Linked DNA regions of Mus musculus: all the other regions are linked to region 1. The links are chromatin contacts, called in public HiCAR-type, HiChIP or PLAC-seq and promoter capture Hi-C maps. All regions are on one chromosome and are shown on one strand. The core of a region is the stretch at or near the end of the contact, and the rest is flanking DNA. Distances in the headings are between cores, read along the strand shown.

Region 1 (2,756 bases), core at 19-2,518:
CTTGCCCGGTCTTTCTAATACCTATTTCCAGGATGTGGTGATAAAATGCTGCCACCTCTGAGTCAAAATTCAAGCATTTTCTTATCTATCGCAGCAAAGCAAGTCTCAGTAAGCACTGCGAATCCCAGTTAAATCACGGCAGTGACTCAAGTTATTAGAGTGAAGCTTTATTTTTCTGTGGAGACCCAGCTCAGACTACAGGTCCTCCAGCAAGCTTTCCTCGGACCTCGTTCCCAGTGTCACCAGTTCCATCCTGTAGCCTGGGCCGACTCATGTGGCACTATTTACTAAGGGGGTGATGAGCCTGCTTATATAGGCTGGGAGTTCCGTGATGGCAGTGACCTTATGTTACTCCATCGGACGCTTTCAACGCGTAGCAAGGCCGAAGGTACAGAGCAAGTCCAACTCAATCCCAGCTCAACTGAGTCAAGTCTTTGGTAGCACAGCTGTGACATAACTCTGCACTGCCAATCATTAATTCTCAGTGAGATAAAACAGTGCTTTAGAGAAGAACATGTCTAAGCACACACACACATAAGGACTAATTCATGCCAAAAGACAGAGCAGATCGACAAAAAACAAAACAAAACCCAACGTTCAAACTTAAAGCCAGTGTGTCACTTGGTTCCTGCTGCCTGGTAGACAAGTGCACAACTAAAGGTTTACTTTAGGTTGCCAGCTCAGCCAAGCACACTCCCTGATGCATTCTCGCTTCACACCAATGGCTAAAAAAAAAAAGAGGCCCAGTGACTTCAAGTGTGCGACAACTCTCTGGATTTTATGGCCCCGTCGCCCGCAGCTGCGAGGTTAGCAGGTCTGCACCTGTTACAGACAAACGCGCCCAGTCCCTCCGACCCAAGCCCGGGGTTTGCTGGCCGACTGTTCTGGGAGTAGATACGGGCTCCCGAATCCGAGCTGCGGGGTGAGGAGGTCGGGGAGGCCGCCCGCGTCCCCGCCGCACTTACTCAGGCTCGCGGGCGGGCTGCGCAGTCGGCCGCGGGCTCGGAACCCGGCTCCGCGCTGCAGCGAGGCCCCGCGCCGCCCCCGCCGCTCCTCATCGTCTTCCTCCCGCCGAGGGGCCGCCGTCGCCACTGTCTAGCCCGGAGCTCCTGCGGCGCGGCGGGCCCAGCTGGCGCAGCCTCCACTTCCGGCTCGCGCGCGGTGTCCCTGGCAAATAACCCCGCCGGCCCCCACATAACCTGTTCTCCAGCTTCCTCCCGGGAGCGCGAAGCCAACCTGTGCACCCCTATGCGCATGCGCAGGACACTGGGCTCCGCCTTCATGCTACGGTAGCCCGTAGGGGCAAGATACATCTCGGCGTTTCCAGTCAACTGCTGCCTGAACACATTTCGGAGAACAAGGAGTTTCTCTTCTCTCCTCTTCTCCCCTCCTCTCCCAAATGTGCCTGCTCTTGGCTATGCTCTTTCACTTATCTGCACTAAACTTTCTCTTCCACCATGCCTAACTTTCAGGTAGTTATGCCCTTCCTTTTTACTTTTTTTTCCCCCCACTCTGAGGATAAAACAAATTTGGTTCTCCATTAACCATGCAGCTAAAAAGCACATTAGAGCAAGAGCTTTGAATTAACTAATAGCTTTTCTCGGCTCATAATTTGTGGTTCTTTCGTATCAGTAAAGCAGAGCCCGACCTGTGCCTGACGTCGGAGCGCAGGAGCAGTTGAATAAGACACGGATGTGTAAGAGTTGTACAAGCTGTACGAGCACCGCTGATGCTCCTGTACAGTAACGTGTGGCTTTGCAACACCACAGGGAAACTATCGTGAGACTAAGGGAAACTACAGAGAAAATAACTGGCCACACGGAGCCGTAGGATCTGGCCCCACTTTAAACTAGCCCTGGACTGTCGGCCTTGTGAAATGCAGCGTAAACACATTAGACAACCCCTGAAAGCAATTGACACTCTAGTGTCTCACCAGGACTGCAAAGTTTCACCTTCAAAGAAAGTGTTCCCCACACTTTGCCTATAATTTCTGAACTCTTATTGGTGGAGTAGGGCAGGTCATAGCCACCAATGCCAGTGGAAAGTAAGAGTTTCTGAGACGTGGAGCGTACGTTTATACTTCTATTTTGAGTATCTAGTATAGTTATTGAGTGACAGTAAGGTGTTCAATAACACTATCAGCTAGCTTTATTCCAAATCACCGAGCACCATTGAAAAGCCTTTAGTCCATGTAAGTATGTTTCTGCGCCATGAATTATTTATTACTATGTAATACATAATTATTTTTATTATTATGTATTATTTCTGCACAGTGAAAAGGCTACCAAGAACACAGAACCTGAATTAATTTTGCAAAAGTCTTTTTCTGGAGCCCTAGACTTTTTAGGTGGGAGGATTCTCTTCTGTCCTGGAAGTCTTCAGAAGCCAGTCCTGTCAGGGCAGCAACCCAGGCTCCAAGTTCCTCAAATTCGGCTCAACGATGACATCCAGCGGCGAGGGACCGAACATCCTTTGCTACAGGCAGAGACAGTGGAGGCGCGCTGCGCAGGCGCTCTGAGCCGCCGCGCCGGCCCGCCCCTGCCTCGCCTGTGCCTTTAAAAGCCGGCAGGCTCGCCTGTTCCCACTGCGCCTGCGCGGCAAGCAGCTGGCGGAAACGCCCGGCCGGCTTCTTGTGGCGGCAGCTTCCGGTCGGAGTGGGGCGGGGCAACCTCTGCTAAGCAAGTGGTGTGGCGGGTTGGAGGAGGCAGGGAGGTTCTTGGTCCTAGGGAGGCTGCGTCCTTCCCGTGCTTTGTCCC
Region 2 (3,028 bases), core at 447-2,946, 1.8 Mb before region 1:
AGTAACTATCAGAAAGGGTTTGGCCAAGTTGCCTTAACGACTCTGAAAGTATGACAGAAAATATAAGTAATAACATCAAAACCATAATGACTACTGCACAGCAAATGAGTGGAGAGTGGAAACAAGAAGGAAAACTAGAGGAAATTTGGCCTGGAAGGGCAGTAGAAACCACTGACCAAGTCCTAGAAATGATCGAACATGGCACTGGAATAAATACTGTCAGCAAGACAACACAAAGTATCCCCACAGCAGCTAAAATAACAATCCAAGTCTGCCTTGGGGGGAAAAAATCCTAAGACAGGAAGACTGGGAGCTCATACTTGAATGCAGCCTTGCTTCCACTGCGTTTGTCCCTTGAGTCAAAGACTGGAGGTGACAAGCCAAACAGACGAGACTAAGCAATGCTTCAAGCTTTAAGCCACTTTAAGTCTATTTAAAAAAAAAAAAAAAAAAAAAAAAAAAAAGCCAGTCTTCTAAGGGACAGCCATCTTTACCCACATCTTCCCCTTCTACCGAACTAATTCCAGTCTCCCCAAGGTCAGAGTTCAAAGTACATTCAACTTGCAGCTAGCGCCCCCTACGGGGCAATTTTAACATTTTCATGAAGCCAACCATGTGACCTTTGCAGAGTACTTTTCTTAAGACTTTTTTTTGCATTCCTACTATATACAGCGCCCAGTATGTGTGTGTGGGCTGCAATTACTGTCTGATTATGAACATTCTGTATATGTGCATATGTGATAAACCACTACAGCCATGGTAGATTACACAGTACTGTACTTGAGATGATGGCTTATTGTAAGTAAATACATAACATTTATAGCATACATTCTCCAAAAATGCCCATAAAATAAGGTCATGTATTCACTCGTTGGCAGAATTTTGTGACCAGCCATGTGCACACATGCTCACATCTACAAGTACATGCAAAATAAAAATATGACCAGGGTCTTTTGGTTTCCTAGCCCTGTATTTCCCCCAAGGACAATGTTGCAGTTCAGCATTCGAGATAACTTCAGAGAAGGTAAACACTACAAATAATTAGACTCATCTCTTCATCTCTACATTTGATTATGAAACCACAGGCTAATTGTTATTTTCTTTTCTTGTATGATGAGTATATAAAATAATGGAAGCAGCATACATTGATTTTGATAATTGTTAACTATAAAAAGCAAAACACCTTGAGGATTTACATATTAGTGAGAAATGTGGTTTTTAAATTACACATACCTGTGTGGGGCATGCGTGCCATGGTGTGTGTGGAGTCCAAAGGAAAAGTGTAGCAGTCAGTTCTCTTCTCTCACCCATGTGGGTCCCAGGAATCAAACTCAGGTCTCAGACTTGGTGGCAGACCCAGATTGGTTTTCATCTGTGGATTTTACCACTTTGCTAGAATGAAGTGTTGTCCACCACCAACTCTTCCTGACTGTTCTCTCCATGTGTGTGCTGAGTGGCCATCCATAAAGACGAGCATGTGGGAATGGGAGCTTTGTAATGGGACTTATTCTTTGACACCTAATGAGTGACAAAAGCCAAACTCCAGATGTGGCCTATTACCCATTCAGAGATTTTAAATGTTAATAGCTTCACTAGAGCCTCCTATAATGTCTATGAAAGCAAGGAATTAGAAAACCCAGAGTCACAGAGTCCCTGCTATTGGGGTCACTGAACCCAAAGTCACAGAGTCCCTGCCACTGGGGTCACTGAACCCAGAGTCACAGAGTCTCTGCCATTAGGGTCACTGAAGTCTTAACACCCTGGGTGTTTCATTTCATTTTTGTTTTCTTTTTTATAAAGCATGTTTGTGATTGTCCTTTAAGTGACAAGAAAAGAATTTCATCTTTTTGCAGTACATCTGAGGAAGACAAGAAATGGGTGACAGTCTGCCTTTTTGTGTGACGTAGGAGAGGAATGTTATGAAGAGGAGCAGGGACAGCCAAACTGGCTATGTGTCCTTATGACTACAGGCTCCTTTTTGTGGACACACTAGTTGAGGCTCTTTCCATGGGTTACCTTAAGACGTCCTGGCCCACATAACTCTCTGAAGTCTGGTACATGGGTACATGTAACTAGAACTCCAATGAACATCGCTGTTTGGAAAACTAAGGGGTCAACATTACGAGTGAAGAGCTCTAGCGCTATAACAAACATGTCACTAGGGGAGTCACTTGACCCCTCTAGGTCTATTTCCTTATCTCCAGTTTAAGGCCAGTAGCCTAACTGAGTTGTTGGATCAAGTGGATAATAAGTTAATCCAGCAATATTTACTGGGCCTCAAGTTCACAGCAGATCACACCATTTAGAATAGAAGTTCAGTTCCAGCTACTTGAGAGAGGGGTAGGTCTATCACTTGAGCTGATAAATTTAAGTCCAGGCAACACAGCAATACACCATCTCAGGGCAGAGGGGAAACACCTGTGGTTTCAGAAGTCCATAGTGTTTTCTAAAATGTACATAGTCAAGGGCACCGGAGACTGTAGTGAAAAACAACATGTCTAGGATTATTACAAGACAAAACAACATGGGAGAGTCCTTCATGCCTCTCTAAAGACAGTTTGCACATAGTCAATGAACAAATGAAAAACTAACATCATCAACCATCAGGGTCCACTCATATACATTCCCACTCACTCACGGGCGCACACACACATGAGAACACATTAAAAGTCCAGCCAACACTGCACGCCTAGCAGAGGGAGAAGAAGGAGAATGTTCACAATGTCAGGGTCGGCGAGGCTGAAACGCAACCTTGAGCCTGACTTGGGAGAGTGGACCAGAAAAACAGGCAGTTTCTTCCACAGTTAAACTTGTTTCTACCCTAGGCCCCAGCTGTTGTTTGCCCAGGAGAAATCATAGCCACCAAAATCCCGGTGTAAGAATGTTCACAGCTGCTTGCTGATTAGCGAGGCCACCGAGCAGAGGGCTCTGCATGTACTCTAGAAAGGCAACAGTGGCCTGACACTTGCTCTGCCCAGGTCATGTCGCAGGAATGGTGCGAAAGGTTCTCTACAATATTAACTTGCAA
Region 3 (2,891 bases), core at 152-2,651, 1.5 Mb before region 1:
TCTCTGCTTCAGTTCCTGCCTGACTTCCCTTAAAGATGGCTGCGACCTGGAAATACAAGTTGAAATAAACCTTTTCCCCACAGGTTGCTTTTGGTCAGGGTGATTAACATAGCAACAGACAGCAAACCAAAAGTCTGCACCCCACAGGGAGAGAATGCTAAGATAACACCTGAGACTAACAAGCATTTTCCTGCTTTGCTGTCACTCAACAGTATGTTGCTCTCTGTCCTTGACGATGAATCTGTTCCACAATAGGATGCCGTTGGGATACCCTGACGAGTCAGGCACTTTGTACCAAGACAGAGAGCTCGGTTAGTAAAAGGCTGGAGGAGAATCGACTAGATTTTCCGACACTTTACACTGGATCACGTTTTAGTTGGCTTACTGCCACTCCTGGTGGATTTATCCCCTGAAGTATTAAGAGAGAACTTAAAATGTAAATACTATTGACTTTGTCGCCAAGACTATCCAGAGTCTGGAAAAGCAGGTCGAGCCTGTCTGCATTTTGTTGGCGTAAAGAAACCATGGCTGAGGAAGACAACCATGGCTTCTGTGCCCCAAGGGCTTTAAGTTAATGTGAAGTCTAAGCCGGAGCATGCGACAGCAGTCCTTATATTAAGTGAGATTCACTCTAAGCACCGTTTTCTTTTCTTTTTAGATTTATTTATTTTTATTTATACAAGTACACTGTAGCTGTCTGTCCTCAGACACACACCAGAAGAGTGCATCGGACCCCATTACTGATGGTTGTGGGCCACCCTGTGGTTGCTGAAAATTGAACTCAGGACCTCAGTGCTCTTAACCGCTGAGCCATCTCTCCAGCCCAGCACAGCCAGTTGAAAGGTCTAAAGCCCAGAACTCTACCAGGTCTTTGCCAGACATTTAGCAAGTCAATCTAGTAATGAAACCTCAGTGCGCACAAAGAAAGGCAATTACCAAGAGAAAAACAGTCTCTAAATAAAGGGTTATTCAAAAGCCTTTCTATAGGTGTGGCAAGTCGAGCCAGTGTGTGGACGCGATCCAGCTCAGGAAACGGCCCGCATCTCCTGCATAGGCCCCCAATAACTCGGGGGAGCGGGGGGAGCCTAGTCCTCACGCAGGCCGGTCCCACCGGCTTCCCGGCGCTGAACGCGCAAGCGCCAGGCAGAAGCGACCCCGGCCGGTACCTGCGTACAGCGGCGACCACTGGAGCGCGATCGCGGCGGAAAGCAGCGCCACCACGGCCGCCGCAGCCCCACAGGCGTGAACGGCCATCCGCGGGACGCCCGGATCGATCTTACCTCCCCCGCAGGCGCGGATTGCCACACAGCGGACTCCCATGGCGGTCCAGCGCACTTCCGGGTTCCCAGGTGTCCCCGCGCGGACGCCGGGCCACCGCCATTGGTCTTCTGGGCTCCGCCCGGCGGCCCCAGCTTCCTGCACCGCCGGAAGCGTACTCCGGGTTCATCCCACCCCCAGGGTCAGCGTCCATCAATTACCCTCCGCTTACTCCGCTTGACCAGCGAGGCACCCAATCCGGCCTGGCCCCAGGTTAAGCGTTGTGGTAGCCGGCTCACTGAAGAACCTTGGCGGTTTAGGGACCTATTTCTTTTTTATTCTATAGCGTTTTGTTCGTGAACTTGATGGTTCACGATTCCCTTGGAGGTCAGCTTCCTTGGCAGCCTGTCCATAGCTGTGCTGCCCAACTAGATGATGTCTTTGGCCCTGGTGCGTCCCACAGCTAGGTCTAAGGCTTAGCATCTCTCAAACCATTTTCTGGCCTCGGTTCCTCGAGGTCTTTGTTGTCTCAATAGTAAGATAGGCAACCTCATGGTTACAACAGCTTACGCCCCCAAACCGGAAAGCATCCTGACTTAGTTCTTTCATACCCATGCCTCTTGTGCCTTTGATACTGCTTTTGACCTGTCTTTGATACTTCCACTTGTACCCTGTATGAAGCCTGGCTGAGGACAGTAGCCGCCTGGGTTGTTTTCTACAAAGTGACACAAACCGATGGCCTAAGTGTATAAACTGGCGTCTTGACCTCTCTGTGGTATGGCTAACCAAAGGGTTTTTATTGTAGATTGAGACAGAGACAGAGACAGAGACCAGACAGAGGCATCTGTGAGAGTTCAGAGCAGAGAGAGAAAGAACTAGACTGGACATGGCCAGGGCTATCAGAGAGGGGAGAACAGCAGGAGATGAAGGATATATAGAGAGAAGCAGAGAGAACACACAGCAAGAACAGTAAGGAGAATAAACGGGTGGGGTGGGCATGGGAGGCGGTGAGGTGAGAAGGTTAGCATGGACTTTGAAACGTGTAGCAGATAACTTGTGATACTGAGGGAGCCTGGAGGGCAGCATGAGCTTTGAAATGCTCAGAAACACCACAGGTAGCTATTTATGTATCTGTCCTTTCTGCCCAGAAGCCTAGGGGAAGCAGCTTTACAAATTCCTGAGGAATGCTAGCTTTTATCTAACACCCAGGAATTCTGCAGTCCAGGTTGAACTTATCTGGATGTTTGAACTGCCCTTTTGGAGTTTGGAGAACTGGAATTTCCTTTAGACCTAACGTTAAAGAATATTCGACCCTTTGACGTTGTGACACTATTGTTACACCGTGTTACTATTGCAGTAATTTTATAGGGTTGTTGTGACACTATTGATAAAATGTGTTACTGTTACAGTAATTTTATAGGGTGTTTCTGCCTGTTCTAGCCCTTAGAGATGCTCCTGAATAAAAGACACAGAAAACTGGTTTTTTATCAATAGGCTCTCAGTGCTCTGTGGGGCAGATTCTGAGCTTGTCTAACCTACATCTCAGCCTTAGGTCCCATGTTACTTGCCAGCTGAGTCTTGCTCTGTTTGCTCTCCTCCATATGTGTCCTTGTTGCGATAAATCTCCAATCCAC
Region 4 (2,982 bases), core at 1-2,500, 1.4 Mb before region 1:
CAATCTGGCTGCAGCCTTTCCGGGTAGAGCAGAATAGACTCCCAGTGACGCAAAGGATGAATGGTAGGAAATCCCCTCTCCTTCCTAAACCGACTCTTCCTGCCTCACCTTTCATGGGCACCAGCCCCAGACCCTCCTACCCTCCCCAGCCCCTTGCAGACTCTCCCTTCCTCTGAGGGCAGTAGACCACGACTCTTGACGATCCTGGGGAATTCCTAAGTCCTAATGAATTTCTGCAAGCTGATGGCATACACTGGCGAATTCACAAGATGTCCATGATGGCAGAAAGGGCTCCTTCAGGATCCAGGACACGTGTTCTGTGCCCTAGGATTTGGAACTGTCTACTGTTCATGAGGGTGACGGTTCACGTGTGTGGACGTGTTATGTCACCTGCAAGGGAAACGAGAGAGTACCCACCTAACAGTACGTGACACAAGAGACTGAGAGCTACTTTCCAAAGCTATTTAACAGATTGTGGTTAAAAAGCAAATGGCGTCTGGCTTGGTGAGATGGCTCAGCTGGTAGAGGAGATTGCTCTGAAGATGGATGGTCTGAGTTCCGGACCCGGGACGCACATGGGGGAGGGAGAGAACTGATGCCCAAAAGTTGTCCTCTGACCTCCATACACACACAAAGGCACACGTGAGCCCCTCCCCCACAATTGATTAGTTAATTAATTAAATCCACACACGTTGAAGCAGACATTCAGCTTTTACTCCCAGGACCCAACTCAGGGACATCCACTTGTAGTGGCTCAGACTCAAATGAGAGAGAGAGAAATAATAAAGCTAAACCAATCCGCAGCTCCCACCTGCAAAACGGGTAGAAGAAAACACTGAGACTTTGGGCTTGTAAAAAATTTCTTAGACACACACACACACACATACACACACACACACACCACCAAACAAAATAGTGGAGAAGATTAAAAAGTTTGATCCTCCAAATTCTGCTGAAAATAAAAAGGCTCTAAACTAGCCAAGTCTGTCCTGAACTAGAGGAGGGACTCCCTGTCAGGCTCCTATTAAACCTCCTGCTGATGCCTGACACTTGTGAGCCTACAGTGGTGGCCTGGTGGCCCGGCTCCCTTAATCGTCTCTCCTAAGCAGTTCCCAGCATCTGGCTCTCACCTCTTGCTCCACAAACCGTCTGCCGAATGGCTGGCTGCTCACATATCTGGCTCTGCCTCACTCACAGTCCTCCCAATTCACCCCTAGTTCTATTTTTAGAACACTTTCCTTCTGTTTTTTTTTTTTTTTTTTTTTTTTTTTTTTGTGGTTTTTGAGGCTTGAGCCCAGAGTCTGGCGTGTGCGAGGTAAGAGCTTCGCCACTGAGCTACATCCTTAGCCTGAACCCCTTTGAAGACCACTATAGTAACATCACAGTTTCTGAGGTTCAACCGAGGGGGCGCTGCCCTTCAGAGAAGGCTGCCACCCTTACTGTCCCAGCCCCATTCAGTTCTGTAGTCCCCTGGAGCCATTCAGGAAAGTCTTGTCTTAGCCCTGCACTGCCCCGGGGAACTGCTGATTGTTGGCTCCTTAGAGGGTTTGGCTTCTCTGTCTACACAGCAGACAGAATGCTCCCCGGGCCCTCATGATGAAGTCATCAAGGAGACCACCCAGGCTCATGGAAGGAGGCCTGAGTATCAGACCCTGCTCAGCATCTGATTAGATAATGAAATATCGTGGGCAGCCAAGGCGCGGGTGAGGCAGGCTCTGGAATGCTGGGTGTTCCTCCTCCAGAAAGCTCAGGCCGGTAATGTCTGAACCTGGCTGCTTTAAGCATGACTGAGCTGAACTTGAACATGCTTAGCAATGGGTAGGACCTTAGTGGGACCGCTGTGGTTCACAGGGGGTCAAAAGTTGTAGAGGAAAAGGGGTGTGTATTGACAGAAGTCTGTAAAAGCCTAAAAAGGAAATAATTTTAATGTTTACTGGATATCTCAGTTTTGAAAATTTGAAATGAAATCAACATTCCTGGTGGAAGGAACAGGGCCAAGGGGGATAATAGTGCAGTTCCAGTAGCCAACACCAGGTGGCAGTCATTCTCAGCCTGCAGGCGAAGTTAGGAAACCTGTCCTCTGGCTTGAAAGTTTTGAGTCTTTCCAGGGTCACATGACTCAGCTCTAGGGAACAGAGGGCAAGTCCCTTATTTGTTAACCTCCCTTGGGGATAATCCCAAGGAAAACTGTGATTGCCTAATTCCAGTTAGTCCAAGGGGCTATCATACCCCACTTCTCTTAGAGTAATTAAGTCAATAACTCATAATCTGTCTTTTAATCTTGTTAAAGTAAAGTATGCCAACTACTGACACTGGGAGCCTGCTCCCATGCTTACCCTGACAGCACTTGCAACAATGACTTCAAGTGACATTAGAATGAATTCCTCCCCAGGACTGAGTCAGCACATACCTAACAGCCTTGGATCTTTGCTAAGAGCCATTTCCACCTTTGTTAACACATTAGATTTTAATTCCTGTAAAACTCAGGACACATATTGTCACTATGCTCATTCTCTGAGGGAAACTGAGGTGGGGGGTGTGGCCAACCAGCCTTGTACATTCCGAGAGAGTGAGCTCTCACCGGAGATGGCCATGTGGTTCTGGAAACCCACTGGCAGCCTGGGGCATGCTCCTGTAGAAAGGGACTCAGGTGTGAAGCCAGGCAAGGCAGGACAGGTATGGGGGAAGAAGAGCAGAACAGAACAGAGCTGGTGGCGATATGGATTAGGGACAAGATAAAAGGGTATAAAAGTGACTTCTGAGGTGGAGAGGCTAGGAGATGGACCACAGACGATGGACTGGGAGGAAAGTCTGTGGGTGGCCGAGGCATCGGTGATGACTGTTCATGTCACTTGACCACCACACCCTATCTGAGAAGGCAGGATGTTGTGGTCTTTGAATGGCCAGAACTCCGTGCTGGGAGGTGGAGGAGCCACCATAAGGCACATGAATGGCACTTGGAAAGAAAAGCTTGAGAATACC
Region 5 (2,860 bases), core at 114-2,613, 1.3 Mb before region 1:
TTCAGGGCCTACTCAAGGTTTGGAAGAGACCGCGGTTTCTATCCCTTTGTCCCCGAACAACCTTAAAGCAGGAGGCTGTCTCCTCCTTGCCCCGCCCCTCCCCAGAGACTCATATTTAAGCAAGATGCTCTCTGCCCACCACAGTGCCTGGACACCACCTCTGAGTTTCTGGAAACTCTTTGCTCCCAGCCCCCTCTGTCCGTGCGCCTCGTGGCCTAGTGATAGACATTCTTCCCTTGCTGCTAAGGCCAAAGCTTGGCAGCAAAAGGTGCCTGAGGCTACGTTTTAATTATTAGCTCCCTAGAGAGGGCCGACTCCTGCACTGCACGGGACGAGCGGCTGGCAGACACAGTAGCACACACCTACAATGCACACGCACACTCAGGTGGGCTCGACGAGCCTGTCTTCCACGAGGCTCCGCGAGCGTCCCAACCCGTCACGGGCGCGGAACTCCAAGCGCCGTGGAGTTCAAGCGGTACTTACCCCCAAGACGCTCTGAGCCAGGAGTCCCACTGTCACAGTTGCTAGCAGCAGCCACCTGCACAGGAGAGGGAGGGAGGGTAAGAAAGCGACCAAAACATGCGGGCCCCAACTTGTCAACTCCTGAAATATGCATGCAAGGTCCCCTTCACCTAGGAGACCAGGCAGAAGGCGACTTACCCTCGCAGGGGAGGGCCAGACGCTTTGAACCGCACTCGGTCCATGATCCCAGTCTTTGAGCTCTAGACTCGGCTCGATCCCTTCCTAACCTGGAGGCAAGAGACAAAGCGGGTTAGCAAAGGTGGCAGGCAGAGAGAGCATCGTCATCTTAGCACCCTGACTCCGCATAATGTCCCTCGTTTCCTTGCGGGGTGACCAAAGTTCTGTCCCATCAGGAGACAGAAAAAGGGAGATTCTTCTCCGTAGGCCCTGCCTGGAGCTCCTCAGCCCATGCAGCGCGATCCCTATTCCCCCAGCTCCGATCCAACGGAGCGCGCAGCCTCAGCCTACTCCGGCGCTACAGGTCCGCGACTTGGGGCCTGGCTCTCTGTGCCTCCCGGGGGTCGCTCTCACCTCAGGGTCAGGAGCTGCTGCCCGCGCGCATGGGCCCCTGAAGAAGCGTTGGCCCGTGGCACACCGGCGGCCAGGCCGGCCTGGCTCTGCTCCGTGGGCGCCGGACTCTCGGCCCCGGCGTGCCTTGCTGGTGCTTGCCCGGGATTGGCGAGCCAAGGGGCTCGTGGAATCGGGGCGCGGGAGGAGCTGGGTGCGGAGCGCAGAGCCCCGGCGTTCGGACTCCCTGCGACACCAAGTCCCGAGCGGCGCGCAGCCTCCGCCTCTTACCCGCGCCGCAGGGTCCTCCCCTTGGAGACGCCGCCCGCGCACTGCCGAGGGGAGGGGGCAGCGCCAACAAATTGGGGAGCTCCTCGGGCGGCGCGCTCAGGTCTCTGCGCAGAGTCACCGCACCCGGGACGGTGAGCAGGGCTCACGCCCGGGCCCTCCGAGACTGAGCACCTCGCCGTGGCCCACGGGAACTGGGCTGCATTTCCCCGCCGTCTCTGCTGGTCCCCTGCCGCCCCGGGCGCGCCACCATGGGGCCCCGGCTCAGCGTCTGGCTTCTGCTGCTCTTCGCCGCCCTTCTGCTCCACGAGGAGCGCAGCCGAGCAGCTGCGAAGGTGAGTTCCCTGCGGGCTGCGCTCCCCAGCCTCCCTCCCTGCACCCCTGACGCCCCGCGAGGCCTCTTTGTCCAGCGCCTGGCGCAGTCAAGCCGCCTGGCCCTCGAGGGTACCGCGGGTGGCACGGCCAGGTGCATTCTTCCCCCGGGTCTCCCTCTCCTAGTCCCTGTGGGCAGCGATCGCACATCCATTACGGAACCTCCTTTGTTATACACTGGGTGCGGGAGAGTTAGGAAGGGACTGAAGCTTAGCGTGTACCACGGCGGGGTGAGGGTACCGAGGAGCCAGTGAGATTTGAACCCTCATCGCCAAGGCTCTCAGCGGCGGGGCGCGCGAGTGGGTCGGGGCTGGAAGGGTGGCCAGGCACACCCCACGCCACTCAGAGTCCTACACTCATGTGCAGGGGGAACCGCTTTGGGTGTGTTTCTGGTTGTTTGGAGACCGTGATGGTTGAGGCTGAACAGCTTTGGGCCGTTTGCCTGGAAACATCTGTATTTTTGCTTTCCCACGACTTTTGTGTAGCCTACGGCACGCTTGAGAACAGACGCGGGGCTCTTCTCCGCATCCTAAAAGTCTCTGCCTCGACTCTTGCCTTTTATGAGTGCGTGCCTGAAAATTATAACCACATTTAGACTTGAGTGTGAAACCAAAGCGAAACTCCGTCGCATTGTTCCCTGCGCAAATTGTTTTTTTTAAGTTTTTGTTTCCTCTGGTGCTGTGCTTGGCCAGGAGGGCGCTGGGAGATGTTTGCAAGAGCCAGACTTCCAGCTCTGGAGGAACCCGGCCAGACTTTCTGCCTTCGCCCCTAGAGAATACACTTCAGCTGCTGCTGCTGCTGTGACAGCCATGCAGGCCCAAAGGCCACAAGGTGTGGCCTCTCCACAGTTTGCCTTCCCCTCAAATGCCTAAAAAACGACGTTTGCTTCTCACCGAAGCTTCCAAGTTTTAAAAGAAACCGTTGCTTAATTGTGCATTTTCCTTTCCTTTTAAGAATTTCACCTCTTTCCTGCAGGAGCGATACTGATCAACTATGCTATAAATTATTAACTGTTACATACTAGAATAAACTGGTAACGTTACTAGGGGTTTTCTTAATTGGGTTTTGCCTCCCTTTCTGAAGAAGGATGATTAATTACATCAGCAACCAACTTCAGAGAGTTCCCTCCTCTCCAGTCTTCACCTTCACCGCAGGTAGCCTTTTAACTACC
Region 6 (3,070 bases), core at 210-2,709, 1.7 Mb before region 1:
TATACAGAGAAACCCTGTCTCGAAAAAAACCAAAAAAAAAAAAAAAAAAAAGTAAAACTTCCATGAATAGTGTCTACTCCTTAATGGCTCAGTATGATTTTCAAATTTTATAGCCAGGAGGTGGTGGTGCTCGCCTTTAATCCCAGCAGAAGCAGGAGGATTTCTGAGTTCAAGGCCAGCCTGGTCTACAGAGTGAGTAGACCAGGCTGGGCTACACAGTGAAACCCTGTCTCGAAAAACCAAAATTAGAACAAAAAGAAAAAGAAAAAAGAAAAATTTCAAATTTTTTACAACCATAGCATTGTACCATTGGAAAGAGAATTTAGTAGTCAATTTTTCTAAAATTTCTTTCACCATGTGCCCAGCCTGCTCACGTGACTCATGCTTTACAGTTACAGACGCCAGGGCCTCTCGATTCTCTCTGGCATCCATTCCAATTAAGGCATACCGAAGTTAACTGGCTGCACCCTTGTTTTCGGGTTTTTAATGAGGAGCTGTGCTCCGCAGGCGCCCAATAAACACTAATTGGAGGAACTCAGGCAACCGCGGAAGCAGGCCAGGGCCGGCTGCCAGAGTCCTGAGTCCCCACTCGCGAGTGTGCCTGGCAGAGCAGCAGCTCTATTTAGAAGTAGCGCCTCAGGCATCGTCCTCAGCAGGAACCTGCGGCCGAGCTCCAACCGCTCCAGGTCACACCCACCAGCGCCAGGTCACGCCCAGCCGCCCCAGGAATCGACCAGAGCGCCGCTCCGCTCCAAATCCCAGACTCTCCTCCTTTAGTTAAGGCGTGGCTTTCAGCTGCCAATCACAGAGAGGCCGGCCTGGGCTTTGGCCTTGCCCCAGGCAAGGTTTACAGCCAGGGTCGTAGGCCTCCGGCTTCAGGCGAGGTCTCAGGCGCGGCCTCCTCAGGCTTCAGTCGCAGCCAAGTCTCCCCCCTCCTTTTTTTGTTTTGTTTTGTTTGTTTGTTTGTTTGTTTTTCGTGACAGGGTTTCTCTGTATAGCCCTGGCTGTCCTGGAACTGACTCTGTAGACCAGGCTGGCCTTGAACTCAGAAATCCACCTGCCTTTGACGCCCAAGTGCTGGGATTAAAGGCGTGCGCCACCACTGCCCGGCAAGTCTCGTCCCTCTAACCACACTAACGTGCAGGCCCACCCTCAACCCCTACACCTTCAGCGTTGGCATCAGTAGCGGCCTCCTCAAGCGGTGATCGCCTCCCAGCCCCTAACTTCACCACCAGACGCCTAAGGCGGCGTTCCTGCGCAGACCCTGAGAAGGCCCCGCCCTGCAGCCAAGGCCACGCCCTATCCCAGGCGCCAGCCTCAGCACCACCTGCGGGAGGCCCCACCCTATCCAGGCGCGGGCCTCGCCCCACCACGGGCGTCAGCAGCGGTCGGAGGCAGCGGACTGTTAGGCCCCACCCTCTCAAGGCGCAGGCTCCGCCCCGTGGCTCAGGTCCCGCCCTCAGTGCTCGCTGCGCTCGGATGCGGATGGGACGCGGCAGCAGCTCGCCTGTCCTTTGTGTTCGAGTGGCGGCAGCTTCGCAGGCCTTCACCGGCACATTCCTCTGGCCGATCAGTCGCGTGCTTCCTAGCGACCCATCATGTCAGCGGGAGCGGGCGCGGCCGTGGAGGCAGGCTTCTCCAGCGAGGAGCTGCTGTCGCTCCGCTTCCCGCTGCACCGCGCCTGCCGGGACGGGGACCTGGTCGCGCTCTGTTCGCTGCTGCCACACACGCCGCGCGCTCACCTGGCCGCTGAGGACTCCTTCTACGGCTGGACGCCCGTGCACTGGGCTGCGCACTTCGGCAAGGTGGGCGCGGGCACTTTAAGGCGCCATTTTCCGCGTGGTGTGCTGTTAGGGTCAGAGCGCACCCCACGGTGTCTGGAGAGCGCGGTCGGCAGCGGCAGCGCAACCCCTGAGAGTTCCAGGGCGCATGTGCGGTACCGCGCGGTCTGCGACCCAGGACGGTGGGGGGTGGGGGGCGCGGAAGCTGCTCAGACGCCGCGGGCGCCTCGAGGGCTTCAAGGCGCATGTGCGGCGGGCGGCGCGCGACCCAGGACCTCCGGGGGCGCGGGGAGTGTTGGGAGGCGGGGCGGAAATGGGGTCCGTCTCGCCGGCTCCCCCGAAGGATCCAGGGCGCATGTGCACACTTGTGGCTCTTCCGAGCGGGGCGGGCAGACTGCAGTTGAGGCCGTTTGCGCGGAGGCCGCCGGGCTTCGGGAATCGTGGCGAGGAGGAAACTGGGGGCCTCGCGCTTCTGTCTAATGGAAACCGGGTGCAGGGCCCCCTGAAGGCACGGAGGGATGGGCGCTGCCCTCGTAGCCGGGGGTGTCAAGTCTGCACCTGCTATGGCCGACGGCGGGGTCGCGGCCATGCCTATCGGCCCCCTCTCCACCGGGACCGTCCTGTGTAAGCTGCGCTAATTGGCCCCGTTCTCCTGGTGTTGAAAGGTGGCATGCAGTTGGGTGCAGGTAGTCGCTGGGAATCCACCTTCTCGTGGTCGCCTTAGTTAACCTGCACACAGAAGTGCTTCTGCGCCATAAAGCGGCAAAATTCACGCTGTACTGTTTACCAGAATTTGATCTAAAGCTAAAGGAGCATTTTCACGTCTACGGAGAACGAGTTGTAGACTTGACTTTGGAGACCAGTATTGTAGCGGAGGCGAGGACGTTGTAGTTCTGAGCTTTCCTATCTGAAACCTGGATGGTCTTAAGATACGGAACCATCTTGTTAACCCGTTCCAACTATTACGGAAAGCTCTTAGAGGCGAAAAGGCTGAGCCTTTCACCCCAGCCGGGCCATGTGTTACTGCTCTCCCTCCTGTAGGTTTCCAGCGTGTTTCCCTAGGTTGTACCTACCAGTGATGCTCAGGTTACCCAGTAATTTATGGGGCTTATTTATTCCCGGAAAACTGGCCATTGTGAAGGCTAACTATCTTGCTTTTACCAGATGCCCCATTTAAAAGGACCCTCCACAATTCCAAAGCCAGTTTCCTAGGTTGAACACGGCATAGCTAACAGGTTCAAATCCTGGCTCCACGTTAAAGGTTAACTAACTGCTTTTCTCTTGACACC
Region 7 (2,952 bases), core at 381-2,880, 1.5 Mb before region 1:
AGGAGAAAGGGAAGCTGTTTTCTAGCAGTCACTGCAAATGCAAAGTCAAGTTTTCCCTTCAAGGTTTCTTGCAGAAGTAAAAAGCGAACCTAGCAGGCACCTCCCGGTGTCCCCGACCCATCCACATTCTCCCTTAAATCTTAGCCGACTTCCAAGGGACTTTCCCAGCCAGGCAACTCTCCACCTGTGTGGGTGCAACCAAGGTGCACCGAGGAGGAGCGCTGGGCACAGGCTGGGAAGCGAAACAGAGCCAAGGGAGCCTGTGACTAGACAAACACCAGGTCCTGGGCCTCTCCGCGGCTACCCGGGCTTTTGGAGGAACTGGAGCGTCCGAAGGAAGGCGCTCTGGAACTTTCACCTTAGGACCCAGGTCCTAGGCTCCAAACTTGGCGACATACAGGCTTTCAAAGGGTGGGGACTGTAAAAAAAAAAAAAAAAAGCGGTACTGTAGCCCTGCTAGAGTCAGGGGTGCGGGAAGAGGGAGGCTGGCGTGGGTTGGGCCAGTGGAGAGGGGTTCCAGGAAAGGGCTGGCTGGGCTGGAGAAGGGCTTGGAGAAGGTATGGGAAGGAGCTGGGGCGGGAGGTAGGGGCCAGGGCTCTGGGAAGGGCAGAAAAATAAAGGAGGAACGGAGTTTGGGATTATAGGGACGGACGCAGGACGGTCCTTGAGGGAGGGGGAATGGGAAAGAATGGGGAGGGGTGGGCGTGGGGCTGAGATTTAGCAGGCAGAGAAAGGGAATTTGGGGAAGGAGAGATAGGGAGTAATAGGAACGAGGCAGGGGTGATGGGGAGTGTGGAAGGGGCTTGGGAGAAGACTGGGGGCGGGGCCTAGGCGGACCAGGGGGCGTGGGGTGGGCGTGGCGGCCGGGCACCCACGTGGTCGCAGGGCTGCGTTCACACTCCGGTACAGAGCTGTGGCGCGCTTCCTCTTTGGCACTTCATCGAGTTCGGATCTCAGGCCAGGGCCACTAGAGTTCGGGGTCCCTGGAGGCCGGGGTCCGCGTCCCCTGGCATCCTGGGCGGGTGACCGAGAAGCGCAGGGGTCATCTCCTCCGCGGCTATGCGGAAGCCGGATGGGAAGATCGTACTGCTGGGGGACATGAACGTGGGTAAAACGTCGCTGCTGCAGCGCTACATGGAGCGTCGCTTCCCGGACACGGTCAGCACCGTGGGCGGCGCCTTCTACCTGAAGCAGTGGCGTTCCTTCAACATCTCCATATGGGACACCGCAGGTGAGGGCGGCGCCGCCGGGACAGGCGGGCTTCGGGGCTCTGCGGGGTCGAGGAGTCGTCTGTGGGCAGCCGCGGGGTCTCCACTTTGGGCTGTGACATTCATTGCACCTCTGTTCCCACTTGCCTTGCTTTGCCGATTGAGAAAATCTCCAGTTCAGCAGCACTCTGTGCGTCTTCGCGAAGATTCGGGTTATCCTGGGAGAGATCTCCGATCAGTACGACTCTCGCTTCTTAGGTGCTTTAATGTCCCCCTCAGGGTGCCCTCCTTTGGTGTACAAAGCAGCCTTGGGAGTTGAGCACCGCTGCTATTACCGACTTCTTTATGAACGAGGAAACTGAGTCAGAGAGCGTTGGACCACTCTGCTGGATGTAAGGCGACTGGGAAGTAGAGTTGGAATCGCCCAGCCTCCTCGACTCACGGTTATTTACCCAGTGCCGAGTCTTGGCTGGTGCGCAAGTCACGTGAGTGGAATAGCTTCCTGTACTGGCATTTTTAAGATAGGTAGTGAATTATTTTTAGTGCGTGTACAACTTCGTCTTGGACTTTCCCGATTAATTTGCTTCTGTCTTCTCCCTTTTCCATGATAAAGAAATAAGATACTTTAAGTGAAACAAACGAACCCGGAAATAGTATGGTATAGTTTCAGGGAGAGAGGTTTCCAATGTATGAAACTCCCAAGTTCTGACTTTTTATGTTGTGTAAAGTGTGGTGGCGCACGCCTTTAATCCCAGCACTTGGGAGGCAGAGGCAGGAGGATTTCTGAGTTCGAGGCCACCCTGGTCTACAGAGTGAGTTCCAGGACAGCCAGGGCTATACAGAGAAACCCGTCTTGAAAAACCAAAAAAGAGTGATGTACTCAAAAGCCTCGCTCCTAATCCCTGACTCCTTGTCTTGCGCGTATCAATCTGTTGGCTATGTAATACATTCTGATCAAGCTGAGTTAGTGAAGGTCTGGGGAGCTTCCCTCCCTCCTCTGTCTTCCCCGTTCCTTACTTAGCCACCGTGGGAAATGGACTGATTTCTACTTTCCCTGTCTTTCCTTTGGCTCTGGTCTTTACTCCGCGTTGCAGGCAGAGCCTCCGAGTTTTCTCAGGCTGTCTACCTGCCACTGAGCACTCATGAATGCAATATCTCAGAGTCAAGACTAGTCAGACTCTGGACTCCTTTTCCAGCCTCCGACAGAGCTCCGCCTCTACGCTTGGCTTAAATGGCTTGCCTGCTGCTCTGGGTTTGTAAGAGGAGAAAGCAGAATTGGTCAGCTTTCCCCACACCTCTTAATGTTTCTGGAGTAGCGATAGATGTGTGGCCGACACAGCACAGGGTAACTGTGTCCCCGCTAGCTGTTTCAATTTGGTGGGTGGAGCCACTTTCTTCGTCAAGGCCGAGGATATGATGAATCCGGAATGTTGGTCAGCAGGGGATTTTGTAACACTGCCTGAGAACTTGCTGATTCCCTCTGTGGGGGCGGGAGCCGTTCAACTCATTTCCAGGCCTCCTCGGCTGCTTTTGTGTTCCTGGAAGCCTAAGTGTGAAGGCAGATGACGGGAGCCTTGCCGGGTGGCCAGGCCCCCTCTTCACATTCTTGATGTCTGTGTACACATGCTCAGGGGAACAAGGTACAGAGTCAACAGTGGTCCATATCACCAACTTTGTGCCTGCTTTGCTGGGCTGCCAGTCGCCTGGAGGGAGCAGAGAAGACGGGTTAATATTGTTCGGGATT

The links. Promoter capture Hi-C pulls out the DNA fragments that hold promoters and counts their contacts. HiCAR-type assays count read pairs that join an accessible place to other places. HiChIP or PLAC-seq counts read pairs in DNA pulled down with a chosen protein or histone mark.
Region 2: a promoter capture Hi-C map of liver shows a contact between it and region 1, with 2.9 times the contacts expected there. The contact joins the enhancer-like site here to the promoter of Abhd13 in region 1. A contact is called at or near these places in 6 of 39 promoter capture datasets (the 3T3-L1 cell line, the C10 cell line, hematopoietic stem and progenitor cells and 3 more), 3 of 484 Hi-C or Micro-C datasets (CD8 T cells and pre-B cells) and 1 of 115 datasets of contacts at active chromatin or transcription factors (thymic regulatory T cells).
Region 3: a promoter capture Hi-C map of liver shows a contact between it and region 1, with 6 times the contacts expected there. The contact joins the promoter of Naxd here to the promoter of Abhd13 in region 1. A contact is called at or near these places in 10 of 39 promoter capture datasets (the C10 cell line, cranial neural crest, embryonic stem cells and 5 more), 1 of 484 Hi-C or Micro-C datasets (CD4 T cells), 2 of 115 datasets of contacts at active chromatin or transcription factors (astrocytes and embryonic forebrain) and 2 of 9 other capture datasets (adipose tissue and liver).
Region 4: a HiCAR-type map of astrocytes shows a contact between it and region 1, with 4 times the contacts expected there. The contact joins the enhancer-like site here to the promoter of Abhd13 in region 1. A contact is called at or near these places in 7 of 39 promoter capture datasets (the 3T3-L1 cell line, 3T3-L1-derived adipocytes, embryonic stem cells and 3 more), 6 of 115 datasets of contacts at active chromatin or transcription factors (astrocytes, embryonic forebrain, embryonic stem cells and 3 more) and 1 of 9 other capture datasets (liver).
Region 5: a promoter capture Hi-C map of embryonic stem cells shows a contact between it and region 1, with 4 times the contacts expected there. The contact joins the promoter of Col4a2 here to the promoter of Abhd13 in region 1. A contact is called at or near these places in 4 of 39 promoter capture datasets (embryonic stem cells, hippocampal neurons, liver and 1 more), 1 of 484 Hi-C or Micro-C datasets (embryonic stem cells) and 4 of 115 datasets of contacts at active chromatin or transcription factors (astrocytes, embryonic forebrain, extraembryonic endoderm stem cells and 1 more).
Region 6: a contact with region 1 is called in a promoter capture Hi-C map of neutrophils, with 4 times the contacts expected there. The contact joins the promoter of Ankrd10 here to the promoter of Abhd13 in region 1. A contact is called at or near these places in 7 of 39 promoter capture datasets (the C10 cell line, cranial neural crest, embryonic stem cells and 3 more), 3 of 484 Hi-C or Micro-C datasets (CD4 T cells, embryonic stem cells and erythroblasts), 3 of 115 datasets of contacts at active chromatin or transcription factors (the NIH/3T3 cell line, pro-B cells and thymic regulatory T cells) and 2 of 9 other capture datasets (adipose tissue and liver).
Region 7: a contact with region 1 is called in an H3K4me3 HiChIP or PLAC-seq map of embryonic forebrain, with 6 times the contacts expected there. The contact joins the promoter of E230013L22Rik here to the promoter of Abhd13 in region 1. A contact is called at or near these places in 5 of 39 promoter capture datasets (embryonic stem cells, hippocampal neurons, liver and 2 more), 2 of 115 datasets of contacts at active chromatin or transcription factors (embryonic forebrain and pancreatic cancer cells) and 1 of 9 other capture datasets (embryonic stem cells).

The regions. Positions count from the first base shown.
Region 1 is chr8:9,976,229-9,978,984 of GRCm38.p6, reverse strand. Abhd13 (abhydrolase domain containing 13) reads right to left here and starts at 1,268. Exons shown (of 2, transcript NM_001081119.1): 1 at 966-1,268. It overlaps Lig4 (ligase IV, DNA, ATP-dependent), which reads left to right and starts at 2,674. Exons shown (of 2, transcript NM_176953.4): 1 at 2,674-2,756.
Region 2 is chr8:11,753,594-11,756,621 of GRCm38.p6, reverse strand. The region is part of intron 1 of Arhgef7 (Rho guanine nucleotide exchange factor (GEF7)); the gene reads right to left. Among named protein-coding and RNA genes, the nearest start is that of Arhgef7, 27 kb to the right of the region's middle. Within about 2 kb of position 1,696, at least 7 of the 459 cell types and tissues checked have an H3K27ac peak or open chromatin away from gene starts, as enhancers often do. A contact at or near this core is called in liver, where this site is marked.
Region 3 is chr8:11,496,016-11,498,906 of GRCm38.p6, reverse strand. It overlaps Naxd (NAD(P)HX dehydratase), which reads right to left and starts at 1,401. Exons shown (of 10, transcript NM_001190357.1): 1 at 1,281-1,401. The coding sequence starts at 1,320.
Region 4 is chr8:11,392,034-11,395,015 of GRCm38.p6, reverse strand. All of the region lies in intron 4 of Col4a2 (collagen, type IV, alpha 2), which reads right to left. Among named protein-coding and RNA genes, the nearest start is that of Gm46030, 53 kb to the right of the region's middle. Within about 2 kb of position 1,250, at least 141 of the 459 cell types and tissues checked have an H3K27ac peak or open chromatin away from gene starts, as enhancers often do. A contact at or near this core is called in 3T3-L1-derived adipocytes, astrocytes and forebrain, where this site is marked.
Region 5 is chr8:11,311,308-11,314,167 of GRCm38.p6, reverse strand. Col4a2 (collagen, type IV, alpha 2) reads right to left here and starts at 1,363. Exons shown (of 48, transcript NM_009932.4): 1 at 1,054-1,363; 2 at 661-749; 3 at 484-538. The coding sequence starts at 704. Col4a1 (collagen, type IV, alpha 1) reads left to right here and starts at 1,342. Exons shown (of 52, transcript NM_009931.2): 1 at 1,342-1,652. The coding sequence starts at 1,569.
Region 6 is chr8:11,634,146-11,637,215 of GRCm38.p6, reverse strand. It overlaps Ankrd10 (ankyrin repeat domain 10), which reads left to right and starts at 1,459. Exons shown (of 6, transcript NM_133971.3): 1 at 1,459-1,805. The coding sequence starts at 1,599. It overlaps Mir7238 (microRNA 7238), which reads left to right and starts at 1,480; the gene lies at 1,480-1,522.
Region 7 is chr8:11,476,607-11,479,558 of GRCm38.p6, reverse strand. It overlaps E230013L22Rik (RIKEN cDNA E230013L22 gene), which reads right to left and starts at 1,630. Exons shown (of 2, transcript NR_126558.1): 1 at 876-1,630; 2 at 1-418. It overlaps Rab20 (RAB20, member RAS oncogene family), which reads left to right and starts at 919. Exons shown (of 2, transcript NM_011227.2): 1 at 919-1,231. The coding sequence starts at 1,060.